Regions from separate parts of the Xenopus laevis genome. Here region 1 is linked to region 2. Evidence: chromatin contacts called from public Hi-C data. All regions are on one chromosome and are shown on one strand. The core of a region is the stretch at or near the end of the contact, and the rest is flanking DNA. Distances in the headings are between cores, read along the strand shown. Region 1 has its middle 6.9 kb from the start of LOC108698716. Region 2 holds the start of LOC108698715 (ovarian cancer G-protein coupled receptor 1).

What was found. A called contact is a pair of places that touch in the nucleus more often than the background predicts.
Region 1: a Hi-C map of the XL177 cell line shows a contact between it and region 2, with 4 times the contacts expected there. The contact joins the enhancer-like site here to the promoter of LOC108698715 in region 2. A contact is called at or near these places in 3 of 4 Hi-C or Micro-C datasets (the XL177 cell line, the XTC cell line and animal cap).

The regions. Positions count from the first base shown.
Region 1 is chr8L:78,038,596-78,045,218 of Xenopus_laevis_v10.1, forward strand. No RefSeq gene overlaps it. Among protein-coding and RNA genes, the nearest start is that of LOC108698716, 6.9 kb to the left of the region's middle. Within about 2 kb of position 3,181, at least 1 of the 7 cell types and tissues checked has an H3K27ac peak or open chromatin away from gene starts, as enhancers often do.
Region 2 is chr8L:77,954,074-77,961,152 of Xenopus_laevis_v10.1, forward strand. It overlaps LOC108698715 (ovarian cancer G-protein coupled receptor 1), which reads right to left and starts at 5,697. Exons shown (of 2, transcript XM_018230420.2): 1 at 5,463-5,697.

The DNA.
Region 1 (6,623 bases), core at 1,931-4,430, 82 kb after region 2:
CTGTGCTGGATATAAATACAGTGAATCCAATGAAGTTTGTGAGCATGGGTGCCCAACATACTAACAAGGATACAAGGAACCTATCTATAATTTACAAGCAGATAAGAATAATTAATAACTTGAGTGTTAGAACTGATGCCAATTACTTGATCCACATGGCACATAGGTTGATAGAGCCACAAGGTACAATAGTATAAACATTTCTAGGGTTGTGTCTCCTTGTCTGGTCCAGTGGAAGGCATAATGCAGCCAATTAACCCCAGTCATATGTAGATATACAAAAGGTTCCTGACATCCCTTGGGATAATGTGGTTGTTCAAAAATTATCACTAAAATCCTTTTGTATTTCCTTAATTCTTGGCATATTACATGATCATTAAAACTCTTTTTTAAACTGGGTGGGGGCAGGAAAAAACTTTTTTTAACTTTTTTAAAGGAGTAAAATATAGATAATTTAATAAATATAGGTTAGACCAACAACCCACTAACCCAAAGTCCCATATCTATACCCGCACCTGAAAATCCTACCCGCAACCTCCAGGGTATATACTTTTTTTGTACCTGCTGCAGGACTCTACCATAAACTAAACATGAACTTCTGCCATGTGTTAATGTGTTAAAGTACACATGCACACATGCGCATGTTCAATTTATCATCCTGTTTTATTAAAATAATTAAAAATGCTGTGTATTATAATGAAAAAAAGTTCTGTATATTATATTCATTACTAAAACCCTAAGCTTAGATATTATTTGAAGCATATGTCATTGAAGTCAAATCAGAAATGCATGTTAACGCCTTCCTGACGCGTTTCTCACCATTGGGTGCTTCATCAATGTTTCATTGATAAAGGCCTGATGACCAGTTAACGAGTACAGGAGGCTATGCCATAAAAGCAACTGCTTGCCAAATATTCATTCTGATGCCTAGCTTTACTCACTCCCCCTCCCTCAACCTGGGCACTACTTGCAAGGAGTTTGTATCTTCTCCAGGTGTCTGCTTGGGCATTAACTTTTGAGCTAACTTTTAGTATGATGTAGAAAGTGATATTCTGAGACAATTTGCAGTTGTTTTTCATTTCTATTATTTGTGGTTTTTGAATTATTTAGCTGTTTATCAAGCAGCTCTCCTGTTTTCAATTTCAGCAATCTTGTTGCTGGGGTCCAAATAACCCTAGCAACCATGCACTATTTAAAATTAGAGACTGGAATATGAATAGGAGAGAGCCTGAATAGAAAGATGAGCAATAAAAAGTAGCAATAACAGTACATTTGCAGCCTTACAGTGCATGGAAAGAGTCAGAAGGCAAATAATTCAAAACTAAAACAAATAAACAATGAAGAACAACTGAAAAGTTGCTTATAACTGACCATTCTATAACATACAAAAATGTATCTTAAAGGTGAACTCCAAAATACATACAGGCCAGTAAAGTTCTGCATAAATGTTTGTATGAGATCAGAGTATTCTTCTCCCTAGTTCTCTGTCTACCTGCATTCTATTCAGGCCTTCCGGCTGCTGGATCTTATCTTCCTCTGTCTATGACAACATCAGTCCAGTTACAGATGAACATCCTTTTTGGCTATGGGACAGGAGAAGTACTTGAAGCATCCTGGGAGCCCCAGGGTACATCTGTTAAACAAGGAGTGAATGATAGAGACTGTCCAAGCGGGCCCAGATTTGTTGAGAGGCCACCAAGGCCCGGGCCTAGGGTGGCAGAATTTTAAGGGGCGGCATGCTGCCCAACCACACCGATATTGGTTCAGAAACACTGGGGACGAGCAGGAGATATGATCGTTTTTTAAATCTCCCGTGTCCCAATCCCCATTGCTCCAGTCCCAATGATGAATAAAAGGGAGGGATCAGGGGGTGACGAACGAAAGCAGGCCTAGGGGTGCTCTCTATGTAAATCCGACCCTGTGTCCAAGAGAACATGGAGAACTCTGCTGAGTTGTGTGAGGCTTGGAGCGCCAACTGTGCAGAGAGCTGCAACAAAGCTGCGAGGCGTTCAGCTTCCCATTGTATTAGATATCCGCTACACTTATTACTGTATTTTTTTTAGGAATGCACTGGATCCACTATTTTGGGATTCGGGCAAATCCCGAATCCTTTGTGAAACTAATTTGCATATGCAGATTAGCACCAGGAAATGCAAAAGAAAACCAGGCCAGCTGCATGTTTTAAAAATGTTTTTGACTTTCTTGTTTGACAAAAAGTCAAAGGATTTTAAATATTCCAATTTGGTTTGGTTTATGTTGGTTGTGTCTCCTTTGGCTACAGCCTCGGGGCAGCAGTACCTGGGTCAGAGGAAATATTCCAATGTGGTTTGATCAGTGGCTTAGATTCAGCAAATTAGAATTCTGCTGAAAAAGGATCAAATCCTGTATTGGATTTGGTGCATGCCTTTATTTTATATTAATGCTGCATCCTGTGTCTGCCACTTTATCTTTGTAAATTAATATGATTGTGCTTTGCAAATTATGTGTTTGCTCCCCCTTTCTGTACAGTTAATGTACTAAGTGCTTGCATATATAACAAATGTTATTTAAATGTGTTTATTGTTATTTCTTTTGTTTTGGCTTTTTTTTTAATTTTGTTGTTGAAATTTTTGCTGTTTTGTTCTAATATGCTTCATGTAACATTCCAGCATTTGTTAAAAGAGAAATAAAGGTATAATCATTGTGTGGTGCCAAAATGTTAGGCAGGCACACCCCAGTGGGTATAATCGCCTACCTGATAGCCCAGTCAGTGCTCCTGTTCATTAATAATTGCCCTCTTGGGGTACTTCTGTAGAAGCTCAATTTCGCCATCCTCTTTGCAAAGCTATCTTTTTACCCTATGCCACATGCCTTTCCAGTAGGATTTCTTTGTATGATCAACCTCTGTTATACCACTGGAATATGACATGGGCTGATCCATAAAATTCACAAGTTTCCTATGTGAATGACAAAAAATATTATAAAGGAGTAAGCAAGTGAGGTACAAATGCAGACATGCTAGATTGCAGGCATATAGATATGTTGTTATAATCTCTCTGAAGGGATGGATAATTTCTAGTAGTTACTAGAACTAAGTAAGTTAAAGGGGACCTTATAATTAGAGGAAGAGGAGACAGCAGTTTGTGAGCAGGTGGGTTAGAAGGCAGCCAGGCAGAGCATGTTAAACGGAAGGGCTGAGGCAGCAGCCAAGTGTAGCAGCTTTGTATAGACAGGAAGGAAGATACACAGAGGAGCACACTCATGTAACCAGCAGGGACTTTTGAACACAAGCCATCATTTCATTCCAAATGATTATTATGGTTTATTTATAAAAGAGTAAGTATAGCTAACAGCTTTCTCTGATAACAGAGAGACAGTGATAGTGACAGAAAGCTGGCCCTATGTCTGAATGCTCATTTTTGATCTCCAGTGCTCACTCTTGTGCCTGTAAGTTGAGGATCAACTAACTTCACTCAGTACTGTCTAATAGATCATTTTTGGGAATCCCAGATATATAGCTGTAATAAGCCTTTATGCTTATGTTGGTTGTGCCTGGGTCAGAGGAAATATTGGGTAAGCTGGATTTATCTTTCTGCTGACAAGAAGTCACTGGACTGAGAGGTTTTTAACATATGTGCAGGGTTCGGGCAGTGTGCATCTGAAGCACGTGGTTTAAACAGTGAGCTTTCTCTTCAGCTCTGTATAAACAGCTTATTATAGGAAAACAGTACCCCCAAAATTAATACTTAATCAACAGATCGTTTATATCAAATCAAGTAGCCTATTAAAGAATCTTCCCAAACTGGAATATATATTTAAAGGAGAAGGAAAGCTCCAAGACAGTTTATTGCCAACAGATAAGCCACACTAGTGCAAGCTAGAATGCTTTATTTTTTCTGCAAAATGCTTTACCATACCTAAGTAAACAGCTCTAGACACTGTCTCTGTTTGTTTAGGATAGAAGCTGCCATATAAGTTTGGTGTGACATCACTTCCTGCCTGAGTCTCTCCCTGCTCACTTACAGCTGTGAGCTCTGATTACAGCAGGGATGGGAGGAGGGAGGGGGAGAGGAGAAAACTGAGCATGCTCAAGCCCTGCCCTGGAGGTTTAAGCTGAAAACAGGAAGTCTGATACAGAAGCCCATAAGTACACAGTAAAAGGAAGAAATGCTGTGTTTCTTTTGACAGAGGACTCAGAGCAGCATTACTTTGAGGGTTAACTGGTGTATTTATATAGACCTTTCTGATAATGCTTACTTAATTTTAGCCTTTTCTTCTCCTTTAAGTAAATATTGCCCTTTTACATCTCTTGTCTTGAACCACCATTTCGTGATTGGTCTGTGTGCTGCCTCAGAGATCACCTGACCAGAATAATACAACTCTAACTGTAACAGGAAGAAGTGTGGAAGTAAAAGACAGAACTCTGTTAATTGGCTCATGTGACCTAACATGAATGGTTTTGTTTGGTTTATTTGTGTGCACCGTGAATCCTAGAATCCCAGGGAGCTGCCCTTATTTTTTAAAATGGCAGTTTTCTATTTATAATTAACCAATGGCACATAATACTTAACAAGCATATTATTATGAAAATGGTTTATTTCCATGAAACAGGGTTTTTGAAAATTATCTGTTTATGCAATATGTTTTTATAGAGACCTAGATTGTTCTGGGGGTATAGATTTCCTTTAACTAAAATCGTCCTTTCTTTGGAATACATGTTCTTACCCATAAATATGATGCTGGGATTGACAAATGTATACTCAACTGTATGATGTTTCTTTGTCCACTTTCCCCTTTAAATTAACCCTGTGCTTATATTGGAATACAAAAACTGGTCAGTTGGTTGATTGGCAGCTGTCTGAACCCTCCCCATTGTTGAGGGTGCTGTGGGTTATCACTTCTTTTCAGTGTGCAACAATACCACACAGAGATTGGAAGTCAGAGGCTTTGACATGGTATTGATCAAGAAAATTCCATTTTGAAAGAATCTTAAGGGTAGCCATGGTCACTCATGCGCTTATGTCCAGAGCTGGGGGTCATTCCATCTGTCATCCCTCACCCTATTCAGTCATGACAATACCTGCAGTCACTTTCAGTTATCACCAAACAGCATGTGGGCACCATGTAGGCAGAATTCAACTCAGTAACAATGACATTACATTTGGTTATTGCATTATGATACAGAATGATCAAAGGTTTTTTTTCAGCCATATATCAAATAAGTGACAGTTGCTAACTATAGTTAAGAGTTTTGTAATGGGTACACATACTATCAAAGGCTATTGTGATATTAAAATCTGTAGATAGTATAGATATGGGTAGCTATAATTTATGTGAGGGTATGGGGGGCTCTATCTATCTATCTATCTATCTATCTATCTATCTATCTATCTATCTATCTATCTATCTATCTATCTATCTATCTATCTATCTATCTATCTATCTATCTTTCTACATGTATGGGATCCCTTATCCAGAAACCTGTTATTTAGAAAGCTCTGGAATACAGGATGAGCGTCTCCCATAGAGTCCTTTTTAAGCAAATACTTGGGGGGGGGTCATTTATCAAGGGTCGTATTTCAAATTCATGTGAGTTTTTTAAAACAATTAAAAAACTAGACTTAAGCTGGCCATAGATGTTGAGATTTTTAAAAGATCAGATCCTGATCGTGAGACCAATATCTTCTCAGAACGATCGTACGATCGTACGAATTTACCATCAACTAAAAAGACCAATTTGGCAGGAAAACAAAGGGGAGCTGCCTGCTTGGCCCTGCAAACATAGAGAGATTGCACTGGGACCGACAAAGATTTTTTGACCTGGCCGATCAATTTCCTGACAGATGTCGGCCGAAAAATCGTAGGATGTACGATCGTTCGAATACCACTAACCGCACGATAATTTCGAAGGATTGGTCGGACTTCCCTAAAATCGGTCGTTCGGCAAGAAGAATCGTCGCGTCTATGGGGACCTTTAGGGAATTTTAATAATAAAAATGAATTGTAAAAACTCGGATGAAATGAAACTAAATTAGATTCTAATTTGATCAAACTCGAATGTTAGGAAGGCTGCAAACATCTCCAAATTGCTCACTGGACCTCTCCCATTGACTTATACAGCAATTCGGCAGGTTTTAGGTGGCGAATAGTCAATTTCGAATTCTTAAAGGGCCAGAGTATGATAAATCTCGAAATTCGATTCGTTTTTTAAAAAAAACTCTAATCGAGTTTGGATAATTCCCTAGTCAAATTTGACAGTTTTGACCATTAAAAAAAAGTGAAAATTTCAATTCGACCCTTAATAGATCTGCCCCATAATGTTAAAAATTATTCCCTTTAGCTGTATAATAATAAAACAGTACCTGGTAACTAAGCATGAATCTATATTGGTGGCAAAGAATCCTATTAGGGTAATTTATTCTTTAAATTATTCTTTTAATGGACTTAAATTATGATGATCCAAATTAAGGAAAGATCCCTTATCTGGAAAACCCATGACCTAAGCATACATATGATGTATCACAAAACAGCTTTACAATATGCTGCAAATATATGACAACAGGGGTGTTATGAAAGTATTTAAATGGGTAATTCACTGCTTATTTAACCTCAAGTATGGTATAGCATGGCCAATTCTTAGCAAC
Region 2 (7,079 bases), core at 4,447-6,946:
TAGCATGAATCAGCAAGTCAGAAAATCAAGGGGATTACCAAGAAAATGATTATGTTAAGGGAAAATTGCATGCTGTGGGGGATTTATGAAATCCTGCAATGGGCCAGTGAGGTATTCAGGTCAGCATTAAACTGGCTGCTTCAGTTCCATTTGAATGCTGACCAACTTCATGCACACACCCTCCGCAAGTTTGCATAGTTTTATTTGTTTGCCACCAAAGATTGTAACCTTTAGGAAATAAAAAAACAAAACAAATAAAACAAGCAAACTTGTTACTGTTTTGTATTCATTGTTTCTTTTGGATTCTGGCAGTCTCTATAAGAAGCTGGGTATAGACACTCAGATTTGCCTGTCCAGCCCAATTGTGAAACACTAGCCGATTTGGCCTTACACACTGGTATCACATTTTCCAACAGAGGCCCGAGGCAAGCGTTTGTCAGTCTCACAGATATCTGGATCAAGCAAGTGGCCAGATTATCCAATCGGCTGATGCTTTTGTAAGTAACTTATACAAGCATTTGTAAGCATAGCCAACTGAATCCTGCTCATTGGTTACATCAGAGTTTTTGAAACCATGTTTTAAGTGCCAAAAAAATTTGAATCCGAAATTTAAATTCAAACATTGATAAATCAGCCCCATATTGTCATTTCTGTAGTCCAGTTTCAAACAGGTAGTTAATAGGTTCTTAATATAAGAAGCACATGAGGCTATGTTAAACAAATGCAAATGCTTGATGTACATAGTAACATAGTAAGTTCGGTTGAAAAAAATACACACGTCCATCAAGTTCAACCTCTCTATATAACTGGATTCTGGATGGCTGTATTGTTGACCATTCGTCCATACAAAATCTCTCCAGTTCAGTTTAATGGCTGCTGAGCACGGACAGCCTGCTTCAAATCATCCCATAGATTTTCCATGATATTCAAATCAGGAGACTGTGACGGCCATTCCAGATTATTGTACTTCTCCCTCTGCATAAATGCCTTTGTAGATTTCAAAGTGTATTTAGGGTCATTGTCTTGTTGGAATATCCATCCCCTGCGTAACTTCAACTTTGTGACTGATGCTTGTACATTATCCTGAAGAATTTGTTGATATTTGGTTGAATTCATCCGACCCTCAACTTTAACAATGGCCTGAGTACTTGAACTAGCCTCACAGCCCCACAGCATGATGGAACCTCCACCAAATTTGACAGTAGGTAGTAGGTGTTTTTCTTGGAATGCGGTGTTCTTCTTCCGCCATGCAAAGCGCTTTTTGTTATGGCCAAATAACTACATTTTTGTCTCATCAGTCCAAAGCACTTTTTTCCAAAATGACTGTGGCTTGTCTAAATGAGCTTTTGCATACAACAAGCGAATCTGTTTGTGGCGTGAGTGCAGAAAGGGTTTCTTTCTCATCACCCTGCCATACAGATGTTCTTTGTGCAAATTGTGGTGAATTGTAGACCGATGTATAGATACACAATCTGCAGCAAGATGTTCTTGCAGATCTTTGGAGGTGATCTATGAGTTGTCTGTAACCATTCTCATAATCCTCCACATATGCTGCTCCTGTATATTTCTTGGCCTGCCAGACCTGGGTTTTACAGCAACTGTGTCTGTGGCCTTCCATTTCCTGATTACATTTCTTACAGTTGAAACCTCTGAGATAGATTTTTGTAGCCTGCCCCTAAATCATGATACTGAACAATCTTTGTTCTCAGATATTTTGAGAGTTGCTTTGAGGATCACATACTGTCACTCTTCAGAGGAGAGTCAAACAGAAGCACAACTTGCAATTGGCCACCGTAAATACCGTTTCTCATGATTGGACACACCTGTCATATGAAGTTCAAGGCTTAACAAGCTAATTCAACCAATTTAGTGTTGCCAGTAATCAGTATTGCGCAGTTACATGCATTCAAATTAGCAAAATTACAAGGGTACCCAAATTTTTGCATAGCCAGTTTTTTACATTTGATTTAATTTCATACAACTGAATACTTCTTCACTAAAAATCTTTGTTCAGAAAACACCCCAGTACTGGGAAATGAAAGACATACCACTTTTATCTTTTTTGTTGAAAGTGGAGTAAATTATTATGCAGGCTGAGATGGGTTTCCAAACTTTTTCATGACTGTATATTTATACATAGTTATCATATCGCCCCTTAAGCGACTTCTTCAACATGAACAACCCCAACTTGGCCTTGCTTGCTACAGCCAAGTTTATCATCTACATGGACTCCAAGGTCCTTTTCCATAATGGATTTGCCTAGTGCAGTCCCATTAAGGGTAAAAGTGGCTTGGATATTTTTACATCCCAGGTGCATGACTTTACATTTATCAACATTGAATCTCATTTGCCACTTAGCTGCCCAGATTGCCAGTTTGTCAAGATCATGTTGCAAGGATGCCACATCCTGGATGGAATTAATTGGGCTGGATAATTTTGTGTCATCTGCAAACACTGATACATTACTTACAACACCCTCCCTTAAGTCATTAATGAACAAGTTAAATAAAAGTGGACCCAATACTGAGCCCTGGGGGACCCCACTAAGAACCTTACTCCATGTAGAGAATGTCCCATTAACAACCACCCTCTGTACCCGATCCTGGAGCCAGTTTCTTATCCATCTGTAAATTATCTCATTAAACCCAGCAGTTGTTTGTGGGGCACAGTATCAAACGCTTTGGAAAAATCCAATAATCCAATCCAAGATTTCTTGGATAAAAAAATAATATTAGATATGCATGGCAGGGTCTGATTCACATTCAGAATTTTAGGATAATAAAATTGCCTTTTACTCTTTTTTTTCCTTTCCTGCACATTCTCTTAGCTTTATGCTATCCCTTCCTTTCCTTTTCTATGAAACCTCTGACCTACAATAAACACAATTGTTAGTCAGAACAGAGCAGAGAGATTTGTTTCCAATTAGTCAGGCTTTAGACAGGTCTGAATGTGTCAGTTAATCCTCGATCTGCACATGAAAGTCTGATAATGAATGATTTCACTTGCACATGAATGAATCAATAGCGCAGCCTCTTAGCAGCCTGGCCACATACACAGCAGCTTGCTTGAGGAGTATTCATTTGCAAGCATCTGTTTAACCCCTTTATCTGCTGGAAGGCCATATATAAAGCTTGAGGCAGAGTTCATAGCTTTCCTTATTGATGACACTCGCATGAACAGCAACTTGCAGTAGTTTTAATGCTTTTTATTCAGATCCCAGCAAGTGTTCATACTTGAAGAAGGGGGACTGCCCCCCAAAATGTTTGCAGAGATCTGAATTAAAAAGTATTAAAACTACTGCAAGTTGCTGTTCATGTGAGTGCCATTTTGGTTATGGTTTATTGGAGTTATATGGTTAGGGCCATATTAAATAAAGTAACGTGAGGGAAACAGGAGATGCACCAAAAGCACCCAAGACTCCTGCCACATTGGTTTCTCCAGAAATCAGTGCTGTTATGTACAGATTGCTACAACATTGCGGGTATCGGAAGAGCAAAACGGAAAATGAAATGACTTTAACTAATCCCCAGACAAATGTCACAAACACCCAGAGATTTATTTTAATCTCCAGCTGAACTTCATGGTTTTCTGTGCCCAGTGTCGGACTGGGACACCAGGGGCCCACCCAAAAACCTTTGACTAGGGGCCCACCAATTAATCTTAGACCAGGGGCCCCACTCTTAGAACTATTATTCTTCTTCTCCTCACTCAACCTCTATTCTCCTAGTCTGTTTTCTTTACATACTATAATACTATAATCTATTATTCCATCTATTTAGCCACTTTGTTCTCATAAAAATAGGGAATGGCCATGAAATAGGCCAAATGTTTAGCAGCATAAGGGCCACTGACACCTGAGCCCACCAGGACTTTTCCTGGTATCCCTGTGGGCCAGTCCAACACTGTCTGTGCCCTCCTAAAAGGATCTTTTAAAATAACCTCTGATGCAGTTGCACAAGTATTATTAACTAAAATTAAAAACAGACCCAATGATGATCCATTTCAGTGCATATATCAAGCCCTTAACTTACTGGACCAACATGGCCCATTTTCCTCACAACTAGTGGCTAGTGATCCAACCAATCCAACAAGTCTTTCAGGGTTTGCACTTGGTTGACTGAGCTCTAAGGATTTGTTGGATTTAGAGAGTGTGCCTCTACATCCCAGAGCAGTATAAAAAAAATATGGCAGTCCTTTAGTCAAATTTTACATTTTGGGGCAGATTTATCAAGGGTCGAATTCAAAATGTGAATTTTTTAATTTGACTATTTGACTATTTGAGTGTAATTCGACTAGGGAATAGTCCAGATTCGATTTGATTAAAAAAAATGGTCATGTACTGTCCCTTTAAGAATTCAAATTCGAATATTTGTCATCTAAAACCTGGCGAATTGGTGTTTTAGCCTATAGGGGACCTCCTACAATTAATTTGGAGGCGTTTGGTGGACTTTTAAAAATCAAATTATTATTTTTTTTTTTGCCAGCACAATTCAAACAGCCATATGCTGGCAACTATATACGTATCGACTATAAAAAAGGGAGATTGGTGGGTGAATAAATTTAAACCCGAAATTTCAACATTTGAATCTTGATAAATTTCGATTGGTCGTTTTTTTCTTTCTTTCAAATTTCCAGTTTATGGGAGATTATGGGAGGTTTTTATAAACTAGCACTCAGAGCTCGATGCATGCGAGCTCTGAGTGCCAGTTTTTCTTTTATTACGCTGACTACAATTGGGGTTGCCGATCCCTTCTGACTGTGCACCGGGCCAACTTATGCTGGAGAGTCCAGGGTGTGCTGGTGGGTTCTGGAAATTAGGTTTTTATAAACTCCCATAAACTATAAATTCGACCCTTGATAAATATGCCCCTTATTGTCATTTCCATGGTTTAAACATATTCACCCACCGATGTCTCTTTTTTTTCATAGTCGATATATGTATAGTTTCCAGCATACAGCTGTTTAAATTGTTCTGGCATTGGAAGTAGCACAGTACTAAGAATAATACAATTATTACAACTCTCTCTATTGCATCACAAATCAATCTGAGCTTATCTGTTATATGTATGCAACGTTGCATGTGCTCTTGTAATGGAGGCTAAAGAAGGCAAAGCTTCCTACATTCCTCAATTCTGGCAGTGTGTTAGTGCCATTGTTTCGAGATTAGACTGCCAGGAACACAACAAAATGACTGCGTTCTGTAAAGCTGCTCAAACAAAATCATAGACCTGAATTTCAATGAACGATTAATGAATTATTTTAGTTACTGGTAGAACAAGTATTTTCATATAAATGACTGTATTCTATGAAATGCTCTGGTTCTGGCTGTGTCTCTTATGTACAAAACCACTGGGAGACAATTTGTGGCCAGAACATATTATCAGTAGAGGTTTATGAGAATTCTGCAGCTTCCCCAGTGGCTCTATTATAAGAAATAACTGGAGATCAGGAGGGTCACTAACCTCAGTGTTCCTGCCAGTAGCAGCAGCAGCAGCAGCAGATAACCTCTTCGTATTCTCAAAAGCCTTGAACTTGTGCAAACACAATCTACAAACGTTCTTGTGTCTTCCGTTCCAGCCCACAAGTTCCTAGCCATCCCCTTACACAGGTACCAAGTGTTTCCACTGCAGTCTTCTAGCTCCCTGCTCAATTCCTTTCTGCTCCACCCCTGGATAATGCAAATACCAGGGATACATTCTATAAATCCGTGTGTAGGTAGGCAAACAGTGGGACTTTCTGCATTTTAACGTTAATATGTTTAGAAAGATGGATTATTTCATCAGCCGGGATCTCACCAAAGCAAATCCCTCAAGCTTATAGGCTTTAATGCTGTGGGAGAAGGGAATTCACAGTTAATCACAGGGACATTTTGCAGCTACAGAATGTTCATTGATTCAAAACGGTCATATTTTTTTCTAACTATAGGTCTTGTTGACAATGAAAATAAAGATCAAATTAAATAAAAACCCAATGCCTTTTCCGGGTCACGATGAATAAAAACCAAATGCCTTTTCCCAGATAAAACTGAATCCATTTACTAATATAATGCAATATTTTACTGCAAGAATGTAACATAAAAAGGATTGCATCCTGCGCCTAGAACAATTCTTAGAGTTTTGTGTAAATGCTCTAAATGGAAATGTCTCAGGAATGTCCTTTTATTGCTCCTTCTCTGGAAACTTAATACCAATTATGATGACAATTGTTTCTGGCAGTCTTCTGGTTCCTATAGTATAAATTGCTGCTCCCAAAAGATTCTTTTCTTTGTATTGATATCAAAGAGTACCAACAACAGTGCATAACTGCATCTCCTACAGGTAGAACGATATAATTTGAAAGTTTATTTGGGGGGTGTATATATATATATATATATATATATATATATATATATATATATATATATATATATATATATATATACATATACGGGACCAATACTAGTAACTTCTTCTGCAGGACCAAGACACAGAAATATATCAAATGAGCAAGCAAAAGGTCCCAAAAGTAAAGCATTCATGTGTTTATTCCATTCCACAGCATTACTGCCCCGGTGCTAAATCCAATTGCCTCAAGGCAGGGAAGCAGATCGCTTGATGCCAAACTGACTTTTCTTCAAGAGAAACTTTAATTTTAAAGAAAAAATACCTGTAAATCTCTGCAGTATTTCTACTCTGTAACAAATCCAGCTGTACTGTGCTTTGCCATTCCTTTGCTTTACTTATTTCATCACCAAAAGGGTTGATCATCTAGAGGTGCATTTGGTCCTTGAAGGGATTATTGCAGCTCCCCGCTGCCCTTAGTCCTCTTGTTTATTTGCGCTTCAGGAGGAAATTTTATATTTCTGAATGTTAACTCTTCGCATGTAATTTAACTATGAATGACCCTTTCAGAACATTAGTCGTGGAAGAATCTAGGTGGCTTCTTTAAATAAAAATTGAACATCTTATTCCCAGGTATTGTAGTACTGAAAAAACATGCCAAGAAGGGTGAGCATGCAGCAGCAGTCAATGCTTAGCAATGCCTGGAAAACAGGAATGTGCACCTGCCAATCACTGCACGGACCAGTGAGTATCCTGACA